Linked DNA regions of Sus scrofa: regions 1 and 2 are each linked to region 3. The links are chromatin contacts, called in public HiChIP or PLAC-seq and promoter capture Hi-C maps. All regions are on one chromosome and are shown on one strand. Each heading gives the region's core, a stretch centred on a gene start, on an enhancer-like site or on the middle of the called end of the contact. The rest is flanking DNA. Distances are from core to core; before and after follow the strand shown.

Region 1 (3,442 bases), core at 222-2,721, 120 kb before region 3:
GAGATAGCTGTTTAAAACATGCCCACACAGGGAGTTTCATTTGTGGCTCAGTGGTATGGGGGCTCAGTATGGTGTCTGTGAGGATGAGGGTTCAATCCCTGGCCCCGATCAGTGGGTTAAGGATCCAGTGTTGCGATGAGCTGTGGTGTAGGTCACAGACGTGGCTCTGAGCTAGCCTTGCTATGGCTTTGGCTGTGGCTGGCAGCTGCAGCTCCAATTCAGCCTCTAGCCTGAGAACTTCCATGTGCTGCTGGTGTGGCCCAAAAAGACAAAAAAAAAAAAAAAAAGAGAGATAGAGAGAGAGAGAGATCTTTGTTGAAAATATTATGTCCTTGAGTGGTTAGAGCACCAATATTCTGGATAACAGTTGAAGCTGATAACTAATTTCCCTAGAGAGACATCTATTTCCCAGAATATAAAAGCTTAGAATGTTACTCAGCTCCAGAGTATTTACCCAATTAGACTCAGAAAAGAAAGGAAGGAAAATAGTATGTGGCCAGTTCTTATTGTCTCAGCATTTTTACCTACATTATCCCAGGTACCAGATGTGGAAATAAGGGTTCACAAAAGAAGTGACTTGCTAAATGTCTGTAGTGTGCAGAAGAGCTGAGATCTGAGCTCAGTCTGCCTGAAGTTGAAGTCCAAGCTCTTTCTACTTTATTGCACTACCTGTGCAGAAAGAACTCTAATTAGAGAACAGGCAAGAGGCCAATACTTTGGACAGGGAGCCCTCCTGGGTTCTGTTGTGTCATCCAGGCAGGCGCATGCATGTAAGACTGACTCTTCATCATGAGAGCTGAACTGTCCTGCCCTTCTCTGCTAAGAAAGCAAACCAGAGAACCTGCAGGCAGAAGGGGTGTGCCCAGAGGGTCTGGCTTTGAGAAGCCTGATCATTCCATAGGGGTCATGGAAAGACAGGTCCAGGAGTTCCCTGTGGCTCAGCAGGTAAGGATCCAATGTTGTCACCACAGTGGCTTGGGTTGCTGCTGTGATCTGGGTTTGATCCCTGGCCGGGAACTTCTGTGTGTGGTGGGCGTGGCCCAAACCCTCTTCCCTAAACAAAAAACAGGTCAGGTCCTGCACCTTTCATTCTGGTTCTCTGCCCCATCCTGCCATTGCCGTTCTCCGAATCCACACTTCCCAGAAGATCCTCCAAAAACCCCTTCATGGCAGAGGATGTGCCTTGAATTACTTTTGTGCCCTTTTTGTACCCTCCATCAGATTCAAAACTTGTTCAAGACTCTTTTGGTGAATCGTGGGCATGATATTCTTACTGCATGTTGCTTGGCTCAAGTTGAAAAATTGGTGCTTCATCACTAAGACAGGTTTTTTCTCATGAACTCCACCCTGGATGCCCTGTTGACTGGAGCAGGAAGCGCTGTTGCGATCACAAAGCAATGCATGATTCACGGGAAAGCCTGCCTTGATTCCGCCACTGCGGCTGCCTCCCAGGTCATGAGTTTTGAGATGCTTCAACATAAGGGGAATTTCCAGTCTTGTTTTGATTCCTTTTCCCTGAATCTCCCTGCTATCCAGGCTCTCCTCCCTGAAAATGTCACATTTTCCATGTAGTTCAAAACAAAACAAATGACAACAGGACCATACATCATAAAACCAGAAACTCTTAACCAGCAACAGTGATCATTTAGAAGCCAGCCACACACGCACGCACCCCTCCCGGTGTTCCTTTCATTTCCTTCCACATTTTTTTGGCCGCATCCATGGCATGCAGAAGTTTGGAATCAGGGATTGAACCTGCAGCGGTGACTGGAGCCACAGCAACGACAATGCTGGATCCTTAGCCCACTGAGCCACAAGGAAACACGCCATTGACATTCTGAAGCTCAGGCTAACAAGAGAAATTCTAAAAGTTTCCTTTGGCAGGCAGACACCAAACATATATATTCCATCTCTTACAGAAAAAACCCAAGAAACACTATTTTCCTTTGCTTTACTCAGAGTTGCTGGGGTTATTCTACATGTTTCCATTGGTGCTGAGTGGGGAGCTTTAGCTCTGCCTGTTTCCTGGTTCTGGCCCACACGCCCGTCTCCATCTCACGTCTCACAGTGGCTAATGTCCCCTATTTATGGGCTGTGAACACAGCGGTTTGCAGAATGTGATTCCAGCTCCCCTTTCTCAAAATACTCTTCCCCCGTTCTAGCTGTTCCCAAACCTGAACCACATAATTTCTTTTCTGGTTAGTGAGGCAGGTGCAGGCAGAAGGCCACCCCAGAGGCAGGAGAGGCCCTCATTAGCACAAATGCTTCCATCAGCTGACCGGCAGGAGGGTGAATCCAGAAGCCACGTCCTGAGGTGTACAGACTCCAGGCAGTAGCAGAAGAACCAGCAAACTTCAGGTGACTTCGCACACTTGAAATTGAATCAAAAAGGAAGGTACCCAGAAGAAGTGGGAGAGGCCTGGGGTTGAGAAGACAAGCTTACTGTTTTGCTTCGACCTGGCCTCTCCTGTTTGGGTAATAAACTCCTGTATCTGCTTCACTATTTACTTACTTACTGATGCAGAAGTTCCCAAGCCAAGGATTGAACCCACGCCATAGCAGTTACAATGCTGGATCCTAAAACACTCTCTAGGCTACCAGGGAATGCCAGGTTCTGTAAATGGAGATGAAAAGAGGAATACAAAAATTAGAAATCATAGAGCAGTGTCAGAAACAATTTAACTAAAAAGGTCATGAGAAGACAGGAAATCTGTGTTGATACATTGTAAATAACCACGGATGTTCCTTCCAATAATGGAACTCAACTACCTAATTGTTCTCAGATATAATGCCTCTTTAAAAACTGAAAAGCCTTGGGAGTTCCCTTCGTGGCTCAGCAGTTAACCAGTCTTACTAGCATCCCTGAGGATGCAGGTTCGATACCTGGCCTCTCCCAGTGGGTTAAGGATCCAGCATTGCCGAGAGCTGTGGTGTAATTCAAAGACCCGGCTGGGATCCTGCATTGCTGTGGCTGTGGTGTAGGCCGGCAGCTACAGCTCTGATTGGACCCCAAACCTGGGAACCTCCATATGCCACAGGTGCAACCCTAAAAAGAAAAAAAGAAAAAAAAAAAGCAGAAAACCTGACACACCTCAAAGTGAGGCAAGGACACTCTTATGAAGCGGCCTTTCCAGGGGAAGAAGTGGGCTGACAGGGGTTAAGTGACTTACATAGTCACGCAGCTGGTCAGTGACAGAGCTGTGACCTGAACACAGGGGTCCTGCATTCAGTTATCACACACTGAGCCCGAGTGAGCCTCAGGGAACAGCCTAGCTCAGCTCTCTTCTTTCATATTCCACTAAGGTGAAAAAACTATAGTGACTTAGGAGGAAAATAAAACAGTATGGGAATATATTTGGACACAAATCCCCTTGAAATAGAGACGAATTTTTCTTTTCTTTTTTGGTAGCGGGGGAGATACTGATTATATCAGATTAATTCT
Region 2 (3,381 bases), core at 42-2,541, 100 kb before region 3:
TTGGGGTCGAATTCTCAGGAAGACACTGAATAAACGCACCATACAGGTCTTAGGTTGTGTGCTTTTTTACAAGTCAACACTGGTGTAGGACTGAAGTAAGACTGCGTTAAACTTTCACTGAAAGTTCGGCTTAACCACAGAAAGTTACTTTAGAGTTCATCTCTATTCCATCCTCTCATTTTGCTGACTGAAAAATCAAAGACTGTGAGTTCCCGCTGTGGCATAGTGGGTTAAAGGATCTGGTGTTGCCACAGCAGCTGCGGCTCAGATTCCCACAGCCACAGCCATGCCAGGTCTGAGCCTCATCTGCAATCTACACCGCAGCTCTTGGCAATGCGGGATCCTTAACCCACTGAGTGAGGCCAGGGGTCAAACCTGCATCCTCATGGATGCTAGTCAGATCGGTTTCTGCTGAGCCATGACGGGAACTCTAAGAATAATTTTTCCGTGTGAAGACTAAGTCCATGGAACACATTTCCTCAGAAAGGGCTTCTGGTTAAACTGCCCAGAGATTAAGTTTATGCATGAAGATTATTATTATTAAGAACAACTAGAGTTTCTCTAAGTTTTTTTCTTTCTTTTTTTTTTTTTTGACCACACCCACAGCATGTGGAAGTTCTCAGAACCTGCACACAGCAGTGACCCAAGCCACAGCAGTGAAAATGCAGGTCCTTAACCCTCTGTGCCATCGGGGAACTCCTTTCTGAGTACATTTTTGGCCTCATGCGTTTAATCGCATAGAAGGCAACCCGTGGCTTTTCAGAATATATCTGTATCAGGAATAAGATAAGAGGCTGATTTAACTCAGTAGGAAGTCTTCTTAGTGAAAATCCGTTTAAATGGAAATGACGTTATGTTTCTCCCAGTCACCAGAAACATCCTTTCAGAATATTGATCCTTACAAATCAAAACCAAAAATTAGCAACAGTCAGAAATGAATGCAATTCCTTTTCCCTAACGGCCCATGTTATTAGAAAAACAATAACGTTAATCGCCCAGTTTGGCCATTGGAAAGCTGTCAAGAGGCAAATTCAGGGAAATTCATATTTGCGGAATTATGAAAGAAATGCAGTTTTGAAAGTCAGAGTCCTGTGGTGAGAACAGAAATCTGTGGAAATATTTAAATGCACCAGGCTTTGCGTTTAGAATTGGCCGCAAATTCTTATCATTCAGGCTGGTTGTTTTTCTTCTAAAAAGAAAACAGGAAACTTCTCAGAAAGCCACTGGCTCTAGGCTTAAAATCAAAGTGACCTTTGGAGCTAATTACAGGGTTTAAACAAATCAGCTGAAGACGGTGGTGTCACTGGCTTTCTTAGCGGCTGTTTTTGCAGTGACCGGATTTCAGGGCATGGAGGACAGTTGTCTCCAAAATATAAAAAAGGAAATGTGAGAGCAGAAATCTTCTCCGAGATGAATTCCTAGTTTTTTTCTCTGGCTCCTAATTTAGCTAATCCAGCTCCTGTGACATATATCCTGTTAAGTTCACATTTTGATTTTACTTTCTTTTTCTTCTGCTTTTTTTAGGGCTGCACCTGTGGCATATGGAGGTTCCCAGGCTAGGAGTCCAATCAGAGCTACAGCTGCCAGCCTACACCACAGCCACAGCAATGCAGGATCCGAGCTGCATCTGTGACCTACACCACAGCTCAGGGCATCGATGAATCCTTAACCCACTGAGCGAGGCCAGGGATTGAACCTGCAACTTCATGGTTCCTAGTCGGATTCGTTTCCACTGTTCCACGGGCAGGAGCTCCACATTTTGATTTTACTAAGCCAGACTTTCTTTCATAAGAAAAATACTGAGTACTTATATACTTTAGATATTTACCTATATACTTTTATCAAAGAAGACATCAGCGTTTTCTTCAAAATTTTGTCTTTATGATTTGTTCTTTTTTTTTTTTTTTTGCATTTTTGGCCATCCTGAGGTACATGGAGCTCCCGGGCAGGGATCACATCCAAGCCACAGCTGCAACTTAAGCTGCAGCTATGGCAATGCTGGATTTTTAAGCCCCTCTGCCAGGCAGGGGATCGAATCCGAGTCCCAGTGCTCCCAAGACGCTGCTGATCCTGTTGTGCCACAGTGGGAGCTCCCTGATTTGTTCTTATGATTTGGAATAGGGCTCCATTTATAAGGAGTTTAAAATTTCCCTTGATCGCTCTTGCATGCCCTATCTCTGTTATCAAAATACATCAAATCATATCCATTGTAAGGTATATCGGATACATAAATCCAAGAGGTAACTTGGGAAGAACAAAATTTCTTTTTCCTTCTATTTGGGAATAAGTAGGGTTGATCTATGTGAACACTGGCAATGGGGTCTTTTCTGTGCTGCTATTGGAATAGAAACCCAAATGGTCCATGGATTCAGGGCAAAACGCTAAGGAGGAAAGACAAAGGCAAGTCTGGTCACAATTAGTTATCAATATCCCTGAGAAAGAAAACATGAGAGTTCCCGTTGTTGTGCAGTGGAAATGAATCCGACTAGGAACCATGAGGTTGCAGGTTCGATCCCTGGCTTTACTCAGTGGGTTAAGGATCCGGCGTTGCCATGAGCTGTGGTGTAGCTCGCAGACGAGGTTCAGATCTGGTGTTGCTGTGGCTGTGGTATAGGCTGGCGGCTACGGCTCTGATTCGACCCCTAGCTTGGGAACCTCCATATGCCATGGGTGCGGCCCTAAAAAGACAAAAGACAAAAAAGAAAGAAAGAAAGGATGGCCTCCCGTTGACTGATTAACTTTGCATCCATAAAATTGTCTTTCCTTCCACTCCATAGCCAAAAATATAGGGAAGAATAAAAAAATAAGGCTCTTTGCTTTGGTTTGGTTTGGTTTTCCTTCTTTTGTATTCAATAAAGCTGTTTCTGAGTTCGTGACTGAGTATACGATTTCTTGAAAATCATTTGGATATTTGAGAAATAGAATGGAATAAGGACTTTTAAAAAAAATTTCTACTATTTATAAAATAAGTGCAGTTTCTCCCCCCCCACCTCTGCTGTACAACATGGGGATCAAGTTACTCTTGCATGTTTACATTTTTCCCCCACCCTTTGTTCTGTTGCAACATGAGTATCTAGACATAGTTCTCAATGCTACTCAGCAGGATCTCCTTGTAAATCTATTCTAAGTTGTGTCTGATAAGCCCAAAGCTCCCGATCCCTCCCACTCCCTCCCTCTCCCATCAGGCAACCACAAGTCTCTTTTCCAAGTCCATGATTTTCTTTTCTGAGGAGATGTTCATTTGTGCTGGATATTAGATTCCAGTTATAAGTGATATCATATGGTATTTGCCTTTGTCTTTCTGGCTCATTTCACTCAGTATGAGATTCTCTAGTTCCATCCATGTTGCTGCAAATGGCATTATGTCATTCTTTTTTATGG
Region 3 (3,306 bases), core at 504-3,003:
CTGTGCCTGTGGCATAGGCCAGCAGCTACAGCTCTGATTAGACCCCTAGCCTGGGAACTTCCATATGCCATGAGTGTGGCCCTAAAAAGACAAAAACAAAAAAACAAGATCCTCCCTACTTAGTACCATAGAGAAAAGATGGTTCACAACTGATATTAAGTTTAAAAGTCAGTCCATCTTTTTATTTTATTTTTTAAAGGACAACTACTCCATTTTTAATTTTGTCATTGCCTATACCAAATTTCCTGGTCTACAGACGACCCTTGCTCAAAAAAAAAAAAAATCGTTGTATTTGCTAACTGCATTATTTCTGGGTTGCTGTGGCTCCTCTCTCCTGTGGATAAGTTGCATGGAAGGCGGGTCTGAAGTTTCTCTTTTTAAAATGTATGTCTTCTTCTTGGGTGCTCCAGCTCATCACACTCTACAGCAGCTACTCAGGCCTTCTGCTAGCCGTCCGTCAACACATGCATCCAAATAGACCTGTATAACCAGTACCTAACACACTAATTCGACGGCTTTTTCATGAATGCGGGGCTGACACACAGGAGGCATTCCACTAATATGTATTGAATGAATAAATGCCAACCACACCTTTGGCTCTGTGCTAGGTGCTACCAGCTAGGCGGTAGCAAGAGGGAAAGGAGAAAAAGCTCTATATAAGATCGGGTGAATTCTGCCCGCAAGGGGGTAACCGTCTCCAAGGGAAAGATGCAAATAAATAACCACAACTGAAAGTAGGTATCGCTAAGTGCCAAAAGAATCTCGGTGAGCAGAGCTCCCTGGGGCTGGAGGGGGGATGCAGTGGGGCTTGACGGAGGAGGGGTAGATATTAGGATTTAGGATTTTCCCCCAGTTCAGGCCCCAGCTTGAGTCCCTGCAAGTAAAAGGGCCCTTCTCCTGCCAGTCGCTGAAACTGTGCACAAGCTATGTTTTGGGTGGGGGTAGGGAGCTGGTTAACCACTTTCCCTTCGAGATTGATGACTAATTCAAATGAGCATTAGCTCACTTTGCAAATATGCATATTGCAATACGGCAATATAGAACGCTAAAAGCTACCAAATGATTCATTTTAGTCCCGAAGTTGACATACTGCCAGAGCATTAAAAGAGAAGTGAGTTAAATTTTCTCGATGTCATCCAAAATATAAATAAAATAAAATCGTCTTCCCGTAAGAAACCTAAAAGGAGGAGGACTTGATCGCAGAGCGGTATTGATACAAAGCACTTAGAACGGACAGAACATGCAGATCTTTATTTTTTACTTTCTCATTTTTCTTTCGTGTATTGTTGCTCACGGCGAGACAGACCGTTCTGTTACCAATAGGACCCGGGCCTCACCCAAGCCAACCGGCTCTCCAGGATGCGCTCACGGTCTACACCCCGCCCCTTGAAGAGGAAAGCAGGGCCCGGGCCACTCGGGGTGTGCTGAGAAGGGCTTAGAGAGGGAAAGTAACAGGAGCTGGCCTTTCGGGCGGCCCGTCCCCCTCCCCCTCCCCCGAGTTTCGCGGGGTGTCCGGCCCCGCCCCCTCTTTTATTCCGAGCGCGCCGCCGGGAGCTGAAACTTTGTAACCGGAGCGCGCTGGCCCAGCGCTCCTCCCCGCCCCGGTGCGGCCAGCGAGGGAGGCGCAGGAGGTGGGACCTGCGGGCGGGAAGGCTGGGGACGCCAGCGCACGCGGAGCAGGGACCCGGGAGAGTTCGCCGCCCAGAGGAGGAGCTGGAGCGGGAGCGGAGTGCGCGGCCCCAGAACCGGAGGCAGCGGTCGGGGCCGGAGGCGCAGAGGAGCGGCGGGGAGCGGCCGGGCCGGGAGGGTCCCGTGTGGAGCCGAGGCCCGGGTGTCTGGGCTCGAAGCCCCTCGTCCCCGCAGCTGCCATCGCCCAGGAGCAGCAGCTGTGCCCGGGGTCCCGGCGGCGGCGGCGGCGGCGGCGAGGGGAGGAGGAGGAGCTGCAGCTGGACGGTGGCAGCTGGAGGAGGAGCCGCGCGGCTGTCCCGTGCGCCGGGGAGAGGGCCGGCCGCTCTGCCGGGGCTGCGCCGCGCTGAGATGCCCCGCTGACCGCGGCCATGCAGCCTTGACCGGGCGCTCGGACGTGGGGACCGGCCGCGGGGCGCGCCCTCCCGGGAAGGGGCAGCGGGTGCGGACAACAGGACTTTACTGCCGACTCCAGCCCCGCTGGGTGCCCAGCCATCCACCATGGAACCCGTGACCAAGTGGAGCCCCAAGCAAGTGGTGGACTGGACGAGAGGTGAGCGGGCCTGGGGGAAGCCCGGCGTCTGCAGCCCCGCGGATCGGGCCGGCGGGTCGGGGGCGCTCCGTCCCTCCCGCGGCGAGAAGCTTTGAGAGCGCCGCGCGGTGACAATGTAAACTTCTCCGGAGTGGCCTGTTCGCCCTTAGCTCTTCTCGGGGGTGCGGGTTGTGACAAGCCGAGGGAAGCCCGATCTTTAAACCGGTGGGTGGTGGTGGCCGCTGAAGGGGGGCTGAGGGTTGGAGTGCGGCTGTCGGACGCGGGTGGCCGTCCCTGCGCTGCTTGGGTACCGTCCCCGGCGCCCCGGCTGCCCGTCCTGGAGCGCAGAGGCACAAGGCGCCTTTGTGTGGGTGACTCCCCTCGGACCTCGTAAATGCCGCCAGCCCAGAGCAATTCTCCGGCGTGACGAGGCGGTGGGACAGGTAAAGGGAGACTCCGGCGGCGCGGCGAGCCGCTGTGTTTTTGTTGGAGGAGAGAGGGCTGCGCGGGAGCCAACTCTCCGGCACTCGCGCCGGCGAGGAGCCTTGAGCCAGACTCCCCGGCCCTCGGCGACTTTTGCTCCGGGAAGGCGCCAGTACCCCCCCGCTGGCGCTGCATGTTTAGGCCACGTTTAAACCCTGGGAAGAAGTCTTTAACGGTCGGGACCCATTATCCCGAGTTACGCTGTCATCTGGGATGAGGAAAAGCCGTGGGTTGGAGGGGCAGCGGGTGGTGCAGCAGAGGTGGAAGCTTGTGCCCCGCGCTGTCACGCTTGCCTTTTGAGTACCTCCCAAGATTTCGAGGGACAGGTGATGGAGATTCCGCAAGACTCTTTGTACCTTTTTAAGAGAACAGGTCCACCCAAAGCAGTATTTTCGCAGACTCCTCCCCCTCCCCCTCCCAGCTCAGCATCTCTCTCTTTTCAAGTTACTGTTTTTGTTTTTTTTGTTTTTTCTTTCTTCTATCTGCTCTTCCAGGTGAGGAATGCTGTCCTTTCTCAATAATAATAACTAGAATTCTCTAACGCTTTACCGTTTGCTAAGAGCTCTCTCTCTGTTATTGCCCTTGATCATCAGTAAGCCTGAGAG

The links. Promoter capture Hi-C pulls out the DNA fragments that hold promoters and counts their contacts. HiChIP or PLAC-seq counts read pairs in DNA pulled down with a chosen protein or histone mark.
Region 1: an H3K27ac HiChIP or PLAC-seq map of skeletal muscle shows a contact between it and region 3. The contact joins the enhancer-like site here to the promoter of CNKSR3 in region 3. A contact is called at or near these places in 6 of 47 Hi-C or Micro-C datasets (alveolar macrophages, brain, fibroblasts and 3 more) and 1 of 2 datasets of contacts at active chromatin or transcription factors (skeletal muscle).
Region 2: a contact with region 3 is called in a promoter capture Hi-C map of liver, with 3 times the contacts expected there. The contact joins the enhancer-like site here to the promoter of CNKSR3 in region 3. A contact is called at or near these places in 2 of 5 promoter capture datasets (fetal liver and liver), 7 of 47 Hi-C or Micro-C datasets (brain, fetal heart ventricle, fibroblasts and 3 more) and 1 of 2 datasets of contacts at active chromatin or transcription factors (skeletal muscle).

Annotation. Positions count from the first base shown.
Region 1 is chr1:12,175,635-12,179,076 of Sscrofa11.1, forward strand. No RefSeq gene overlaps it. Among named protein-coding and RNA genes, the nearest start is that of SCAF8, 56 kb to the left of the region's middle. Within about 2 kb of position 1,472, at least 6 of the 83 cell types and tissues checked have an H3K27ac peak or open chromatin away from gene starts, as enhancers often do. A contact at or near this core is called in retroperitoneal adipose tissue, where this site is marked.
Region 2 is chr1:12,195,315-12,198,695 of Sscrofa11.1, forward strand. No RefSeq gene overlaps it. Among named protein-coding and RNA genes, the nearest start is that of SCAF8, 75 kb to the left of the region's middle. Within about 2 kb of position 1,292, at least 10 of the 83 cell types and tissues checked have an H3K27ac peak or open chromatin away from gene starts, as enhancers often do. A contact at or near this core is called in fetal liver and liver, where this site is marked.
Region 3 is chr1:12,295,987-12,299,292 of Sscrofa11.1, forward strand. It overlaps CNKSR3 (connector enhancer of kinase suppressor of ras 3), which reads left to right and starts at 1,754. Exons shown (of 13, transcript XM_021086603.1): 1 at 1,754-2,239. The coding sequence starts at 2,188.